2 separate regions of the Sus scrofa genome follow, and region 1 is linked to region 2. A link is a contact called in public HiChIP or PLAC-seq data. All regions are on one chromosome and are shown on one strand. The core of a region is the stretch at or near the end of the contact, and the rest is flanking DNA. Distances in the headings are between cores, read along the strand shown.

The links. HiChIP or PLAC-seq counts read pairs in DNA pulled down with a chosen protein or histone mark.
Region 1: an H3K27ac HiChIP or PLAC-seq map of alveolar macrophages shows a contact between it and region 2. The contact joins the promoter of HK3 here to the promoter of UIMC1 in region 2. A contact is called at or near these places in 2 of 47 Hi-C or Micro-C datasets (embryonic fibroblasts and epiblast stem cells) and 1 of 2 datasets of contacts at active chromatin or transcription factors (alveolar macrophages).

The regions. Positions count from the first base shown.
Region 1 is chr2:81,041,071-81,043,770 of Sscrofa11.1, reverse strand. It overlaps HK3 (hexokinase-3), which reads right to left and starts at 1,370. Exons shown (of 18, transcript XM_021084411.1): 1 at 845-1,370.
Region 2 is chr2:80,894,209-80,896,908 of Sscrofa11.1, reverse strand. It overlaps UIMC1 (ubiquitin interaction motif containing 1), which reads right to left and starts at 1,278. Exons shown (of 15, transcript NM_001097447.2): 1 at 1,104-1,278. ZNF346 (zinc finger protein 346) reads left to right here and starts at 1,332. Exons shown (of 7, transcript NM_001244480.1): 1 at 1,332-1,547. The coding sequence starts at 1,373.

The sequences.
Region 1 (2,700 bases), core at 121-2,620, 150 kb before region 2:
TTGCCACACTCTTCCATACTCCAGCCATATTGACTCTGAGCTTCATCCTGTCTCCTGCTGTTCAGCCTTCGTTCACAGCCTTCCCTGGAATTGCTGTGTCTGAGTCATCTCTGCTTCTTCAATGCCCAGCACAGGGCTTAGCATAAGTAGGTGCTAATATAGCTTTGAAAAACTGAGAGGTGGGGAGTTTTTTTTTCTTATTCAGAGAACCGAGAAATCAGTTTCTAACAAATCCCCCCAAAGTCACATATACCTACACTCAGTTTCCATATCTGTCAAACATATGTTCCACATATGGTAGAGGTCTGTTTTGAGAATAAAATAGGGTAACTGAGCCAATTACTTATGAAAAGGGCCAAGGGCTACACGCATAGTGAGATTTCACTCTTTTCCAAGCCCAGCTAGCTCAATCATTCATTCACTCTTTTATTCATTCCCTCCTTCTATTTGACTTTTATTCAGCACTTCTACAAGCCAGAGACTGTGAAGCTTCCTTCATGTAACCCTAGGGCTTACACTCCCCATAAGTGTATTCATGTCTGTCTCTTCCAACTAAGAGCGCCCTTGAGGAGGGACATCTCATATCACTAGATCCTCAGAACTCAGCCCAGGTCTACACATTTGAATACTGTGGCCTCTTGGCTTAATTCAGCTCAGTCAGCTACATAGAATGACCCTTCCTTCTGAAAGGTATACCAGGGCACTCTGCCAAGGATGGGAACCACCAATGGAGGACCAGCCAGCTTAGTTTTTTCAGCCTCCACTCATCCAGGATGGACTAAGCGGGAGAGATGAGGGCAAGGGGCTGGAGCGGAGACAGGCAGGAATCAGAGGAGGCTCTTACCTGGGAGAAACACCAGTTGGTCACTCTCCTTGGATCTGGGCTTTTCTCTCAATATGAGGTGTCCCACTGAACTGGTATGCAGTCAAAAGTGAAACTCACGAGCGATATGAGTTATAACGTTAACAAGCCCCACCCTCTTTCTTGACACCAATTAATTCAGGAAGGTGCACTTCCCTCTGAATCTGCCGTAAGGGAGGCCGGGTAAGGCAGGGCCATCTTAAGCAAGACAACCACAGGAAGTTGGCACTCCTGAACTGGGTCAAGAACTCTGGTATATCCTCTCTGCAATGCTGGGTGCTCCACTCACTTTACAAACACTCAAGAGTCTGAGTTTTGAGGTGGTGGCTCACCCCTGGAAAGGAGCTAGAGGAGCTTAACCTGGGAAATAATAGTCCAAAGGGCAATTCTGCAAAATGTGGAAGGACTTACTAAAAGAACACAAAGCAGGAGTTCCCATTGTGGCGCAGTGGTTAACAAATCTGACTAGGAAGCATGAGGTTGCGGTTCGATCCCTGCCTTGCTCAGTGGGTTAAGGATCCGGCGTTGCCGTGAGCCGTGCTGTAGGTCACAGACTTGGCTCGGATCCCGAGTTGCTGTGGCTCTGGCGTAGGCTGGTGGCTACAGCTCTGATTAGACCCCTAGCCTGGGAACTTCCATATGCCGTGGGAAATGGCCCTAGAAAAGGCATAAAGGCAGTAAATAAATAAATAAATAAACGCAAGGCAATGTGGGAACACAAGAGGAAGAGACTAACTCTACCCTAGAATGGGCAGGGCAAGTTGATGAAACTAAGCCCTGAAGGAAGAATGGCAGTATGCTGGCAGAGGTGGTCATTGTCAAAGAGCATATACAAAATCATGGAGCACAGCACTTCCATGGATGGGGATCCTTGGTGGGTTAAGGATCTGGCGTTGCTGTGAGCTGTGGTGTAGGCCAGGGGATACAGCCCCAAGGACTTCAAAGAGGATACATGTAGATGAAGATATATGATGGGCAAGGTGGCAGCCAGTCTGTGGGAGTCCAGCCTTTAGTCTGTAGGCCAAGCGAGGGGAATAGGTTCACACTGTGGGGCTTCTCTACTAGAAGGGGAAGAAGAGTCTCAAGGCTGCAGTGGTGTTGTTGGCCACCAAACTGGTTTTCTCTGAACTAGCCTTTTTTTTTTTTTTTTTTTTTTGCTTTTTAAGGCTGCACCCATGGTATATAAAGGTTCCAGGCTAGGGGTCGAATCAGAGCTGTAGCCACCAGCCTACACCACGGCTCACAGCAACGCCAGATCCTTAACCCACCAAGTGAGGCCAGGGATCAAATCTGCATCCTCATGGATCCTAGTCAGATTCATTTCCACTGTGCCATGAGAGGAACTCCTGAACTAGTCTTCTTGAATGCACAGAATGTTGGGCTATCACTGTGCCCACTGCTATGTTCTAAATATTTTTGTTCCCTCTGACCCAATTCTTATGTTGAAAACCTAGTGTCCAAGAAAGTGGGGTCTTGGGGAGGTGATTAGGTCATAAGGGTGGAGCCCTAATGAATGGGATTCATGCCCTCATCAGAGGCCCCAGAGAGTTCCATTGCCTCTTCTGCCATGTAAAGATCTAAGAAGTTGGTGATATGCAACCTGGAAGAGGGCCTTCATCTGACCATGCTGGCAACCTGACCTCAGACGTCCAGCCTCTGGAACAGTGAGTCATATTCTTGTTTTTTTCTGTGGTTTAAAAGCCACTCAGTCTGGTTTTTTTTGGGAGGGGTGTGTTTCTTTTAGGCCCGCACCTGCGACATATGAAGTTCCCAGGCTCGGGGCCAAATCGGAGCTGCATCTGCAACCTACACCACAGCTCACAGCAACACCGGATCCT
Region 2 (2,700 bases), core at 29-2,528:
CTGGGGATTCAGCTGAGAGCAAAATAAACAAAAATCTCTGCTCTCCTGGGGCATGCCTTCTAGTGGGGAAACAATAAACAAGATTAAAACAATACCATATCTGATAACAGTCAGTGTTAAGGAGAAAAAAAAAAAGCAGGAAAGGAGGATATGAAGTGTATGTGGAGGGGCAAAATTTCAGCTAGGACAGCCAGAGAAGGAAATAAAGAGAAGAGCCACAAGGCTATATGGGGAAAAGGCCAGGATAACTGGGACAGGAATGAAGGGGCTGGAAGCTAACACAACAGGAGATGAGGTCAGGGAGGTTAAGAGAAGTCATACTGTATAGGCCTTACTGGCTAAACCAAGGACTTCGACTTTTACAAAGAGTAAGATAGGAAGGTTTTGGAGAATTTCAGCGCCGGGGTGCCACCATGTGGCTTGTTAAAAGAGGATCTCTGAGAGTTCCCCATGTAGCTCAGCGAAAAAGAACCTGATCAGGATCCATGAAGATGCGGATTTGATCCCTGGCCTCGCTCAGTGGGTTAAGGATCGAGTGTTGCTGTGAGCTGCGGCGTTGGTCGCACAAGCGGCTCAGATCCTGAGTTGCTGTGGCGTAGGTCAGCAGCTGCAGCTGCAGCTCTGATTCAACCCCTAACCCCGGAACTTCCATATGCAGCAGGTGTGGCCCTAAAAGACAAAAATAAATAAATAAATAAAATAAAAGAGGATCTCTGGCGCTGCTGTTTTGGGAGAATACCTGAGGGATAAACGAAAGGGCCGGTGAGGATGCTAAAATAATTGTCGCGCGAGAGAGTGCTCGGAAAGACTGAAGAAGGAGCAGACGCAGCGGTTGGAATAAATTTCAGCTTGTGACAGTTACGTTGGAGTACAGTTTAGCAGGAAGACTAGGCTGGGGGTTAGTACCTGGAACTCAAATGGTATGTAATATTAATAGTAATCGAATCATGGAAATGGACAACCAGCTCTACCACTTACTAGGAACGAACTCTTGAGTAAGCCATTTTTAAGTTCTGGGCCTCAGTTTCCCTACTAGTGAAACAAATATATTCCCACATAACAGGGCTTTCATGAGTATGAAACGAGAAGTGTCAAAAGCTGACCGTGAGCAATGTGAGAAACCTGAGCCAAGGACTGCACGAGCCTGTCCCGGAGGGAGGGGGCTGCCGTGGAAGCCGCGACCAACTCCACTCACAACCTCCGATGTCCGAGCAGCAGCGTTGAAAAGGTAGCCGCTCTCCCGCACTGTAACGTAGTCTGCGGTGCCCAAACCTCGCGAGATTTGTAGGCCGGGCAAAGTCACCCTCCCACCCACATCTCGCGAGACCCACGTTCCTGAGCGGCTATCGGCAGGTTAGAGCTTGCGGGGAAGATGGAGTATCCCGCGTTGGGCTCAGTGGAAGCAGCGGACAGCGGCGTGGCCCAGCTATACAACAGCTCGGAGGAGCGGGAGGGCCGGGAGCTGGATGCGCTGCGCTTCGACCGCGAGAGGGCGCGCCGCCTCTGGGAAGCAGTGTCCGGGGCCCAACCAGTGGGGAGGGAGGCAGGTGAGTCCGGGGGTCTCAGAGGCAGGAATCCCCTCGCCCGCCTGTTCATTTCCTCGGGAGTGGCGGAAGCGCGGGGCGAGAATGCGGATCAGCCCCCGGGTCTACGGTCACACCCCCTGGCGCCCGACCTGTCCCCTTGCGCGACGCGCCCCGGGACTCCCTTGACTCGTGCACCCCACCTGGGCCCGAGCGCCGTGGGTAGCTCCACTGAAAATCGAGACCGCGGCACCCCAAGAATCGCGTGCAAATGATCAAGGGCCTTTTCATGCTCGGGCGTGGGATTCTTTCCCCCGCCTTCTTCATGCACCAGAGCGCATATCTTCCTAAACTCCAGGACTGGAATCATCTGGGCGTGCCGTCATCACCGTCTCAGATCTGCAGAACCTTCCTCGCCTGGCCAGACTCTTAGCCCTTTCACTATACCAATCTCCAGGTTTCCCGGTCCTAGTGTCTCTTGCCTCCCTTCTCATGCCCTACACTTCCGAGGGCCCTAGAAGGCCTTACACCATTGTCCTTCCTGGACTTGGTGACCGAGCCCTGGCCTACCCCCTGCTTCTTGATATCTCTTGTCTCCACCAGCTGGGTCCCTTTTCAGAGATGTGGGCCAGGAGCCTGAGAACCTGACCAGGATATACTTTGACTCCAGCTTCTTTGTATCCCAGTGTTGTGGAGAACAGGATACACAAGGCTACCCAGGGGGCCACTTCTGGACTGAAGCTTCCCAGGTTGACTTGGCACTGAGTAAGATGGAGTAGAAAAAGGAGGATGGAAAAAGCTGCCCTGACCCTGCTATGTGACACCCTTCACAGTCAGCAGAGCTATCTGCTTAACTAACCCAGAAGTACACAAACTGGGCCTTTGTGCTAATCCTGTCAGGTAATCTGCAGGGAAATCAGATTTCTCTAAAGGCTTGTTTACTTGCTGAGCAGACTAATTTTGGAAAGTAAATATGTTGCTTGTGAACTGATTGCCCTGGGATAAATGGAATTTTTGTCTAGGAAGATGTTTAAATTTGGAGTGGTATGCAGACCTATACCCTGATGAATATTTCTTAGTCCAGTCTGACTCTTAAATTAGTATAGAGCACCTGTCTCCTTCATCCTCATACATTCAAATGTATTTAGCACAAAGTTGCCTCTCCTCCGCCCTCAAC